2 separate regions of the Oryctolagus cuniculus genome follow, and region 1 is linked to region 2. A link is a contact called in public Micro-C data. All regions are on one chromosome and are shown on one strand. The core of a region is the stretch at or near the end of the contact, and the rest is flanking DNA. Distances in the headings are between cores, read along the strand shown. Region 1 holds the start of LOC138843713 (small integral membrane protein 10-like protein 1). Region 2 holds the start of LOC100344696 (mago homolog B, exon junction complex subunit).

What was found. A called contact is a pair of places that touch in the nucleus more often than the background predicts.
Region 1: a Micro-C map of ear pinna shows a contact between it and region 2, with 5 times the contacts expected there. The contact joins the promoter of LOC138843713 here to the promoter of LOC100344696 in region 2. A contact is called at or near these places in 2 of 6 Hi-C or Micro-C datasets (ear pinna and an unstated tissue).

The regions. Positions count from the first base shown.
Region 1 is chr9:108,686,806-108,692,957 of mOryCun1.1, forward strand. LOC138843713 (small integral membrane protein 10-like protein 1) reads left to right here and starts at 3,660. Exons shown (of 1, transcript XM_070048455.1): 1 at 3,660-4,912. The coding sequence starts at 3,660. The coding sequence ends at 3,869.
Region 2 is chr9:108,185,514-108,192,064 of mOryCun1.1, forward strand. LOC100344696 (mago homolog B, exon junction complex subunit) reads right to left here and starts at 3,281. Exons shown (of 5, transcript XM_070049385.1): 1 at 3,105-3,281; 2 at 1,324-1,382; 3 at 569-679. The coding sequence starts at 3,198. LOC103345394 (a long non-coding RNA gene) reads left to right here and starts at 3,524. Exons shown (of 5, transcript XR_007915596.2): 1 at 3,524-3,774.

The DNA.
Region 1 (6,152 bases), core at 2,410-4,909, 500 kb after region 2:
TATCAGACACTTGGTCTTATTTATGTGACGCCTTTGACACTTAATTCTATCTATATGATCAATTATGCACTTAATATGATCACTTTAACATGTAAGATGGCATTATTAACACCCAGCTTAATGGGATTTGGAGTCCCACGGCAGTTTTTACTATACCTTTAGGGGTAAGTCCATGGGAATGTGTGCCAAACTGTACAGCTCCTCCCTCTCTTAATCCCACTCTTATTTTTTACTGGGATCTGTTTTCAAATGAATTTATACACCTATCATTAATTCTATATTAAGTAAAGAGTTCAACCAATGGTATTAAGTAGAAAAAATAATAATGATAAAAAATAAAATAATAAACTGCTCCTTGACAGTCAATACAAGGGCTGTTCAAGTCATTGCTTCTCATAGTGTCAGTTTCACTTCTACACATTTTCTTTTAGGTACTCTGTTAGTTGTCACAGATCAGGGTGAACATATGGAATTTGTCCCTTTGGGACTGGCTTATATCACTAAGTATGAAGACTGGATAAAGAAAGAACATTGTCACAATTTGCATGTCCTTCTTATGGGCCTTGGTGCTTACACACCCTTAAGCACTGGAATTGAACTGAAAATTCTGAATGTATCTTAGCAAGGAAAGAAATAAAAAGCCAAAGAGATTGGGGATATAAGAAATGAATAATATAGGTTAGTCTGGGAGGAGTTAGGCTCTTAATTGAATAATACGGGTTAGTCTGGGAGGAGTTGGGCTTTTAATATAGAAAATTTTACATCTAAAGGCAAAGCCATGTATCTTTGGCATGCTCTATAAGCTCATTCACAGCTCAGTAAAAGTATTCTGTATTAAAATAGGGGACAGTGCTGTGACGCAGTGGGTTAAGATGCTGCCTGTGATGCCAGCATCCCACATGGGCCCTGGTTCCAGTCTCATCTGCTCCACTCCTGATCCAGCTCCACGCAGATGCTCCTGGGAAAGCAGCAGAAGATGGCCCAAGTGCTTAGCCCAGTGGGAGATCCAGATGAAACTTCTGGCTCCTGACTTCTGCCTAACCCAGCTCTGGCCATTGCTGGCCATTTGGAAAGCGAACCAGCAGATGTAAAATCTCTCTGTCTCTCCCTCTCTCTCTCTCTCTCTTACTCTGTCAAATAAATAAAATAATTTTCAAAAAGTTAAAATAACAACAAATACATGAGGAAAGGCATAGGAATCACTCTGCTCTCCACTTTAGCCAAATGGAAACAAACAAACAAAGAACTAGGAGAAACTCACTACCTTAAGCAAGTGGAAAATGTGTTAAGCAAGTATTAAACCAGGTGAAGTCATTAGTGACCACAGAATAGATCCAGTTTTGCTAGTATATCAGTAGCATATGAATGGGATGTCCCAATATAAATAATTCAATTAGTATTACAATTTATAATTCTGGTAATCACATAATGCTGAAGGATAAAATCAGCTGACAGACTTTCCTCCTCTCGATTACCAGAGTCACAATATTGCAGTGCCTGTGTTCAAGTAATCCTTATGTAGTACCCTAATACTATATCACAATGTTCACTTACTTCATCTCATCACATAGGTAGTGTATCAGCTCATAACTTCAGAAGAAGGGAGAGTATGGTATAATAAGATATTTTGAGACAGAGTACATTCATATAACTTTAACAGAGTATATTGGTATAATAGTTTTATTTTATTAGCATTTATCTTTTGTGCCTATTTTATACTACATTTGTGATAGGTAAGTATATATAGAAAAAGACAGTATCTATTAAGGTACTTCAGGAGTTCATGAAAAATACAATTAAAATGCTTATTTTGGTAGAAAAATGAAATCTATGCACATGGATTTTTCATAATACAAATTTCAACAATTTTTTGGATATATCTCAATTTGATGGATTTTTTTTTTTTTTTTTTTGACAGGCAGAGTGGACAGTGAGAGAGAGAGAGAGAAAGGTCTTCCTTTTGCTGTTGGTTCACCCTCCAATGGCCGCCGCGGCCAGCGTGCTGCGGCCGGCGCACTGCGCCTATCGGAAGGCAGGAGCCAGGTGCTTCTCCTGGTCTCCCATGGGGTGCAGGGCCCAAGCACTTGGGCCATCCTCCACTGCACTCCCTGGCCACAGCAAAGAGCTGGCCTGGAAGAGGGGCAACCGGGACAGAATCCAGCGCCCCGACCGGGACTAGAACCCGGGGTGCCGGCATGCAAGGCAGAGGATTAGCCTAGTGAGCTGCAGCGCCGGTCAATTCGATGGATTTTTAAATTATGTTTACATCAAAAGAAAGTTTCATTCCATTTCGATAACATTTTTTGAAGTCCCCTCAAATAGGGGTCAGTACTGCCTGTGGCTTCAATCATCTCCTGGGGGTCTTAGAAAACACCCTTGTGGATAAGGGGGAACTAATGTATCTTTCTCCACATCTTCTGAGGTAGGCAATATCCATTGTTTCTATGAAATGAGCATATACAATTGATGTTAATTTCCTGAATTTTCCCTACATTTTAAAACTTAAGTATGTGACCCTAATGTCTTTATCTTAGTTTTTAGTCCCAGCTTTTTGGACTTTATGTAAGTTTAACTATTAATATATTTTCTTCTTATTATGACTTTGCTTGTTCAATGTTACGTTCATGGTACTTATCCACACTGACATATATACATGTATTTCATTTCCTTGAACACTTAAGTTTTTACCAGTGCAAGGACAGAAAGCACATTTGAATAATCCATGAATGCAGAGGCTATAATGGAAAACACAATGCTAATTAAAATGGAACATTAGTGAAAATAATGAATATGTATCATTTAAATACCAAAAGGGCTTGTGATAATGGGAGGCCCATTATGATGTTATGATAAAGGTATTAAAGCTTTAGAAGTAGAAATAGACAGGAGCATCCTAAATCTTGGGGTCTAGCCATAGCTATATTTTCTCTATGCAAAAATGACTGAAGCTTCCATACCTAATCTGAATTCTTTGCGGGTTTATGAGGGTGAGAATATCATTTTATACATAAGCCCTGTCTCTAAAAATGTGTGTGTGTATATGTGCATATACATGAGTGTATTTCTATTTTTTTTTCTTAATTTCTGTCCCTTGCCATTTAAATAGTCCTAATACTAGGAAAAGGGGGCTCCATGGCCTGACATTGTGAACTTTTTACTGTGTTACAAAGACTTTGTGCCTGTACTGGCTTATGTAAGATCATCTTGCCCTAACTGCAGGGTTAATGGTATGAAATCAAAAGGGTGAGATTCCTGGCTATCATCCCAGATCACACAGCAGATAAACCAGAGTTTTAACCCGGCTTTGTCCTTTACAGGCTGCGTGGCAAGGGAAAATTACGCAATTTTATTTGGACTTTTCATTTTAAAGTGAAATAACATCTGCACGGCTGCTAGTATGTGCTACACAACATACTCCCGTCCAGGTCCACCACTGGTTAAGTTCTAACGGTAAATATCACAAGAAGACAGGAAGGGGCGGAGCGCCAGCGCCAGCCCAGCCCGGGCGCACCCCTGCAGAACGCCGCGGCGGCGGCAGGCGCAGGGCCAACTCAGCGGACGCTTCGTCCCAACCTCCCGCTGCTGTCCGTCGCTGGAGGCCCCGCGGAGCCTGCGGAGGTCCTCGGCTCCAAGCGCTGGGCGGACAGCGACCCGAGTCCATGGCCCCCGCGACGGCGGCTCCGTCCTCCTTGGCCGTCAGGGCCTCCAGCCCAGCCGCGGTACCCAGCTCCTACGGGGCTTTCTGCAAGGGGCTCTCGCGCACACTCCTCGCCTTCTTCGAACTGGCCTGGCAGCTGCGCATGAACTTCCCCTACTTCTACGTCGCGGGCTCAGTGATCCTCAACATCCGCTTGCAGGTACACATTTAACGTTTGGATTAACTTGCCGGCCCCCGAGGCCAACATGGTGGCCGACTCCCGGGAGGCCTTGCGGCGTGGCGCAGCGCCCGGCGAGGAGCTTCGCGGTCTCGCGATAGTGCCTGGGCTCTGCCCGCGCCTGCGCTCTTCGCTCCTAGCCGACCTTCTTGGGCGGGACAGAATGCCGGCCGCTATTGAAGTGCGCGGTTCCGGCGACCGAGACTATCACGTTAAGACCCACGAACTCACCTAAGAAGCTTTGCGCCCTGAAAGCCTACTCTGAACGGATGTAAGGACCTGACCAAGGGCATAGCGTGCATTCAGGAAAAAAACTGAAAAGTAAACTGGGATAACGTTGGATTGGATTGTAAGCAAGACTTGAATAAATAAGAAGCTGAAGTTATTCAAGATAGGTGGAAGACATCCGTTTATTCACGGGAGGAGAAGATGACAGTCATCGATTTTCAGTGGGGAAAAGCGTCGCACACCAAACGCAGACGTCCGCAGGATTTTGAAGAAATAGAGTTTAAGAAAATGAATCTTACAAGTGCCCCTGTGAGCAGCCTGTGGACCCCCAGCAGAAAAAGAAGCAATCCACTTGCTGCTGGACACTTGGCTGTTCCCTGAACAATATTCGACTCGTCATCATCATGCTCTCTGTGGCTTTCCTCTTTTAAAGGGATATTTAAGTTATGGTTACAAAGTAAATGCAAATGTTTTTCAGCTCTTGATGCAAAACTAGAGTTTATAAGGGAGAATATGAAGTGGGGAGGAAGGTTTCTGGATTAGCTGTAGTGCTTATAAAACAGGAGCTGGACAGACACCGTGGGTTGTTGAGAAGAGGTGTTCCTTAGGGGACAGCTGTCAAGTTCCTAATATATATACTAAAGTTCCTAATATATATACTATATATCCGAAAGAGGATCGGTGACGGAGAAGGCTTGAAGTCAACAGAAAGGGACCAAAAATGAAGAGTTTGATGGGATGCCTCAAAAACAATAAAAAATTCTAGATTGACCAGTGTATTTGAAATAAACAAGATTTTTCTTATTTCAGAGAGTCTGATAAATTAGTGGCCTGCAGATTTTTCAAAATAAGAGATCAAAACAGGTAATTATGAACTGAACTCCAGGAAAAATAAAGGTTCAAAAAGTATGCAGCATACCTCAACTGTGATTAATACTAGCTGTGTAAAGTTAGCCAATATTATGTAAATACGGAATAGTCATTTAACGAGTGATTTACAGACGTGAGGAGGCTGGGACAGGATGAAAGCTGGGTGTAATGAGGGAGCGTCAATCATGGTCTAATGTAGACTAGTCCATGAAAAGCAGGATAAACAAATTGGAAAAATAATCAGCTGAGAGTTAAATGTGGTTTGCTCTGGATAAAGGATATCAGGGTGGATAGAGAAAAGGCAGAGAGACTTGCTGTTTTTCACTACCAGTCTTACAGTATTATTTGATTTCGTTTTACCTGTGTATATGCTATAATTAAAAACAAACTTTTATTTTTAAAAGTTCTCTAGTTAAAATGTATACCACTGGGTTAAGAGCCAAGAAAGTAGAATGCAATTGAGTTTTTAAGTCAGAAATACCCCTATCAAAGTATAAACTCTGATTGTGTGGCCTGAGGTGAGCCCATTAACCTCTCTTTTGTCAGCTGTTAAAAGGTAAACATACCTGCCTTGAAAGACTAGTCTAAGAATTAAAAGTAATTAAAAACCAGGCTTGGTTCTGTGCTTGATAAATACACAAAAGCAGTATTTGTCATATAGAATATCGTATTAAAATGTGAATAAAATGTAAAACACAAGAAAAACCCTGCTTTTCCAGTGGAGGTTTTGAATCCTTAAGAAGAAGAGGGGTAGTGACAAGTGTGCTGGGTAGGAACCTCTAAGAAGATCCTAGGTAAGGCATTTGCATAAAAAGGCAAGTGTTATTGCCCAAGGTAGAGGTTTAAACTGTTTGCAGTGTTGTGTATTCCACTCATGTACAACAAACTCTGGTTTTAAAATCGTAAGTGTTCTGCCTTGTTCAGTACCATGTCTGGTGTTAGGTTCTTCCTACTCTTTATCCTTTGTCTTCAACCAACTCTTTTGAGCACATCCTGCTATCTGTGTTTTCTACCAATAGAAGTTCTATGAAAAAGTAAATATTCTATCGATTAAATATTTATAAATAGGTAAATACTTACTATCTATCTGTTCTCCAAATAGGAAGCTCTGTAAGGAAAAATACTGTATTTTACCCAATTTTACACCCTGAAATATTGCAAATAACACTGTATTAAGAA
Region 2 (6,551 bases), core at 2,031-4,530:
CTGGCTGGGGTGCCGGGTTCTAGTCCCGGTTGCTCCTCTTCCAGTTCAGCTCTCTGCTGCGGCCTGGGAGGGCAGTGGTTGATGGCCCAAGTGCCTGGGCCTTGCACCCACATGGGAGACTAGGAGGAAGCACCTGGCTCCTGGCTTCGGATCGGTTCAGTGCACCAGCCATAGCAGCCATTTAGTGGGTGAATCAATGGAAGGAAGACCTTTCTCTCTGTCTCTCTCTCTCTCTCACTGTCTAACTCTGCCTGGAAAAAAAAAAAAAAAAAAAAGATGTAAGAGGAATCATGTTTAACAGTGTGAAAACATCCTAATTTGGGCTGAGGTGGCTACAGAGAAGACTGTTGGGAAAGACATCTAAATTCAGAGCTATGTGCTGCTCCTTTACTGCTAGCAGGCAGCACAGAAAACAAAGCGAAGTGAAATAAAAGTACAGTGTATTTACCAGGAGCCCAGTAAATGCAGAGCCAAAGAATGAGGAAGCATTCTTCATAAATAAAGGGAAACACAGTTATATTACCAGTTTTACATATGCATGCATTTAAAGAGCCCACTGAATACAAACCTGTCGGCCAACCCTGTCAGGGGGAGGCCATAAGGCATCATCTTCTTTTGTAATTTCACTGTCATCAATAATCCTCTTCAGTTCTTCCATTACACTCTTGTGCACGTAAGCCTGAAAATGAATTCCATGAAAATTTCATAATGTCCTTCCACGTCTTCCCAGTATTCAGCAGAAAATGACAGAACAGTTATAAACCCTGAATATTCAAACACAACAGAGAAAAAATTCATTCTAAAAATACAGGATGAAAACTATTCATCCTTCCTGTGAACATTATTTTCTTTTCTAACATATTTACTTTCCCCTCTTTCATCAGCAGCCCCCTTTGAAAACCCTGTATTCTTTCTGTGTAACATGAGAATTCAAGTACCTCCAAGTGGTTAATGGTGATAACGCAAGGTCTTCTGACACAGAGACAAATACAAGTACACATCAGCTATTTCCTCATCCTTAATTTTTAAGCCCCTCATTTAAAAACCGTACTATGTTTATATCATGATTAGAAATTAGCTTTAACAGTGAATAAAGTAAAAGGACAAAGTTAATTACAAAGTGAATTAAATGATATATTCAAACACGAGACTCATTTGTTGTAACATATGCTACTATGATAACCAATTTAAAAGGAATCTCATTTCAATCTACAAATTGGTTTTCTCCTTATAATATAGCCTTAGATGTACTTTTGCAAATTCATTAAAGACACGAGGAAAATGGACTAAACATGAAAAACTAAACATTCAAAAAGAACTTACCTCTTTTCTGATCATGACATCATTTTTGTAATTACTATTATTGGCATATCTAAGCTTTCCTGTGGGAAGAGGAAAAAACTTCAATCTGTAACAAGTAAACACAGCTAAGATAAACAAATGACACCATAACCAGCTTTGAAGGTAAAGACCATTTTAAACTCCCATTTTTATTAATATTTCCTCCCTCTTAGATCAATGTTAGACACGTAGACACTCAGTAAACATTTGTTGGTAAATTGGTTGAAGTTAAACTAGCCAAATTTTTAAATATGTCAGGACCTCAACACATAATGGGTTATTTTTAAAGGCCTATTTTCTCAAGCTACATCATGAACTAGAAAGGGAAGAGCAAAGCAACTAGCATTTCTTTTAAACTTTGTTGTACATCTGTACTGGTGCTAAACACATTACCTAGAGCACTTAATCCAACCTGTAAAAAAACCCTAAAAGGCAGATTTTATTCTCACCTATTCAGTTAAGTAATGAGTCCAAGTTCACACCAGATTCAGACATAGCTCCACTTTCTTCTAATACTCACGCTGTCTCCACTAAACCAAAACATTTTCTTTTAATAATTTCCCTTCAAATTACTGTCTATCAATCATGGCAAAGCATTGTAAGTGGGAAGCACACAGTGTATTGCTTCTGGATACAAACTTGATACAAATGGGGGAGAGTGCAGATGAATAAAGTGATTAAGGTTTCCAAATAATTACAGGGCTGTAGTTACCTTGAGTTCTGCCTGAAATGCCTGACACTTCCCTCGTCTCACATGTGATTTCCCCTCTAAATCTTGTTTCAGACTCTCACAGAACCTTGTCCAAAACAAGCACAGAGTACTTACTATCCACACCGCTTTATGCTTTGTTACACGTCTTTATCTCCCACCACGACATAACTCCTTGAGGGAAATTAAAGCCTTCTTCATTAATGTATTCTCAATTTTGGTATTTACATCTTGCTCAGCATTTGGTGTGCAAACAATGAAAACCTATCCAGTTGAACGGCCCTTGTTGGAGGTCAACTGCGTTCAACGGACAATAACACGCTCTAAAGAGGAGTCAAAAGACAGAGCTGCTGGCGGCCAACAGGTAGCAGTCTCACCGAGCCGTCAGCTCATGGTCTCAGTCTATTTCCCTCTCAAAGGTCAACAAAAAACACCTAGTATCACTCATTACAAGGGTCGGGTCAGGCGCTCATCCTATGAGAACCCCTCCTCCCCCGCCCCCCACCCCAGTAGAACCAGCCTCTCTCTCTCTTTTTTTTTTTTTTTTCCACTCTTAATGCACTCCACGGCGAACTGCAATTAAGCACATAGATAAAACTCATTCTCTTCATTTGTTTACCCGGCGGTCTGCTTCCGCACACAGGCCTGATGAAGAAAATGAATGAATGGGTGGGCAGAAAGTTGCTGGCGTCACAGTTATGAAGTTACTTGGTGGGGGCGCTCTTAAAAATGTTCAAGCATGAGGTCGACGACCTACTTACTCCACGCCTCTCAAAATCCTTTCTAGGGCGCGGATTCCAGGATTCTGACTACTGACTACATTTCAGTCCGCGGCAGGGTTAGTTTTCCTCGCTCAATGTACAGCAGTTCCCTTTTATTCGCAGACACCGCGAGGGTCTCCTATACGCTTAGACTCTTCTTTATTTCAAGGGAAGCAGGGGCAAGCTACGAGCCCACCGAGGCGCGCTCACCCCATCCTGGGAGCCTCCTCCGCTGCCTCTCCGCCTGCCTTTCTTTTCAGTGTAGCGGTGCCAGCGGCCCCGACATTGCTTACCGTCCGGCCGAAACTCGAACTCCAGAAACTCGTGTCCAAACTTGCCTTTGTGCCCTACATAGTAGCGCAGGTAGAAATCACTAGCCATAGACATCTTTGCTCCCAGACAAGCCCGCCCAAAGCCCGGCCAACGTGCCTCCCGGCGCCCGGCAGTGACGTCATCCGCGCAGGCTAAGTGCGTCATCGCGGGCGCGTCCCTTGCGTCTCCGGGAAGGCCCGGAGGTGAGCGTGAAAGGCCCGGAGTGGGATTCCTTTAGTAGGATCGAACACGTACTGTTTGCAAAATGAAGTAGCTTACTTTACATTAGCAAAGAATGTAAGTGTGAAAATATAATAGCATTTTGAAACTAAATAGCTTTTCTGGGGGGTGCCGGGGGGGGGGGGGGCTCCCAGTTCTCGCGATAGGCTGTGACGTGGGTGTGGCTTCATTCCCCTCTAGCCGGTGGGAGGAGGAAAGATAAAGGCCAGAGGTGGGGTAGCTGACCCGAGGGTGCGGCTTGTTTCTCCTTCCTGGTTGGGTCCTACTTGGGGCCTTCCCCGTTTGGATAACGATGCTGGTTATCCATCGGACGAGAGGCTGGAGGTTTTGAAAAACACGTGAAGCTGAAAGGACCCGGCAGTCTGTCAGAGTCCTTTCAATAGTAGAACATCGAGGTACTTCGTTCATTCGGTAAGGGCTTAGAAGCCTGTGGAGTGTTTGCGGTTTGACTTAGAGCAAGTAAGGTTTGGAATCCGTGCATTGGGAATAGGAAAGAACACTCCTGTGTGGGATAGTTTTAGAGGGCAGAGGAGAGCAGGATGGATTTTTATACAAAGTCTGCTTTCACCGTTCCTGATTACCCCTTCTTAGCAATGCACAGAGGAAACTTATCTATTGGAGGACAAACAGACTTCGGTGGGATTGAGTAAAAGTCGTAGAAGACGGAGATTCAATCCCAACAGTAGCCCTACCGAATCTTGGGCAAGTCACTTCCTCTAAGCTTGTTTGTCAGAGAATTGTGTGGTAATGGACTTTGCCAAGCCCACAGACTGTTGAGAAGATTGGATGAGATTATTATGTTTAAAAAAAAAAACAAAACTGCAATTTGTAAGACATGAGTCTTAGCAGACATTTCCTGTGTGCCAGAGACAGTTGGACAATGGTAGTAAAAAGAAAAAAGCCGTTTGCACTGTAGCCTAGAAAAGAAAGCAAACATGTAAGACAAACCCGAGCACAAGGGGGCGACTGCTATAATAAAGTGCTAAGTGTAAAACAGCTGGTAACACAGCACAGGAAGCCATTCTGCTGTGCAGTAGGAAAATTCGAAGAAAGGGAAGTATCAGAGAAGGCTTGTGAAAAGAGATGTTATTTGAACTGGGCCTTGATGTGTGAATTCTGTATGCCAATGGAAAAGCATTCCAACCAGAGGATGAGCTAAAACAAGGTGGTGTGAAAACGCATGCCAAGAAACTCAGGGTAGCTGGAAGGTAAAGTTCATGGAAGTGGAGTGACTAGAAAGGATGATTCAGCCAGATTATTTTGAGACTATGTTAACAGTTGTATAATTACTTATCAGGAAAAATGATTCAGTTCTTACTATAGACCACCATTTGAAAACACAAAAGAAAAATAAAGCACCAAGCCATACCACTAGGTTAAGTTGCCAGTCCAATTTGCCCTGGATTGTGCAGGTTCCTGTGATATGAAACTTCCTGCTTTAAAACCTGGAGAGTCCCAGGAAAGATGGGGTGAGTTGGTTACCCAGGATTAATTCACATAAACTTGAGCATAATATTTCATAGTATTTCTGAAAATACTGGTTGTGGTCCATCTAGTTGAATTACATGAGAAGCTTCATTCAATATCTTCAGATTCTCTGATGTATATTCTTCAGATTTTGGCACATGGCCCATGTTTATTTTTAGGTATGCCTAAATACAGCTGTGGATACCAGAATTTGTGACTATGTAAATAGAATTTATGGAATGCACTGATCTTTGTAGATCAGTTACTGTGTTGATCCCCTAAGAAGACTTAAGAGTTCAAGACTAATCCACTTTTTAAAGATGAAATACAGAACTATATTTACCTGACTATTCATATCTTTTTTTTTTTTAAAGATTTGTTTATTTGAAAGGCAGAGTTACTGAGAGAAAGGGGGAAGAGATAGATCTTCCATCCTCTGCTTCACTCCGCAAATGGCTGCAACAACCAAAGCCAGGAGCTTCTTCCAGGTCTCCCACATGGGTGCAGGGGCTCAAGCACTTGGACTATGTTCTGCTGCTTTCCTAGGCACATTGGCAGGGAGCTGGACTGGAAGTGCAGCAGCTGGGACTAGAACCCATGCTTGTATGGGATGCCACTACTGAAGGTGATGGCTTTTTCTGCTGTGCCACAGCACTGGCCTCCAACTATTCATATCTTAAAGCAAAAGTGTACCCATTGTGTCAGGACAAGAACTACAAAGTGATCACACTTTGATCACATGTGCCTCATGTCACTGAATAACTGAATTCTTTCATATTTTTATTTATTATTTTTAAATGCTCATTCCATTTGAAAGGCAGAAAGACAAAGATCTTCCACCTGCTGGCTTACTCTCAAATGCTCGCAATACCCAGCCAGAAATCAATCTGGGTCTCCCATATGGTGGCCTGGAACCAAGTACTTGAGCCATCACCTGCTGCCTCCCAGGGTGTGCATTACTAGAATGCTGAATTGGAAGCAGAGGGGCTTGGGACTCTCTCCAACCAGGCACTCTGATAATAAGATGTGGGCATCTCAAGTGGCGTCTTAAATCTCTGTGCCAAATGCCTGCCCCAGGAACAGAATTCCTAATTTGATTAATTTTGATTACCAGTTAAAGAACTCCACGTGACTAGTAGCTATTGTGTTGGTCAGCACAGATATAGGAAACTTTTCATGAAAATATTTTGTGGGTGTTTTTATAAACAAAAGTTATGTATGTATGTATTTGAAAGAGAGGGAAGGAGAGAGGGAGGCGTGGGGGGAGAGAGAGGTATCTTTCAATCATTGGTTTACTCAAATGGCTATAACATCCAAGACTGTGCCAAGCAGAAGCAAGGAGCCACGAACTCCACCTGAGTCTCCCACATGAGTAGCACAAGCCCAGGTACTTGAGCCATCCTCAGCTGCCTTCCCAGGTAAATTAATAGGGAGCTGGATTGGGACCAGAGATTTGGGATTTGAACTGGCATTCTGATATTGGAGGCCAGTGTAGCAAGCCATGGTGGCTAAACCCACTGTGCTATAACACTGGCCCCTGTAACTGTTTTTCAATCTCAGTTGCTTCAAATTAGTGCAGACTTAATGATAACTCCACAGTTTACTTATGGAAAAAAAAAAGTTTGAGCTACTAAAATGAAGCCAAAGCACTATTTTTGTCCTTGCTAACAGAGTGGTCAACTTCAAAGCACCTGTGAAGTAGATAAGGAATGTTTTATTAC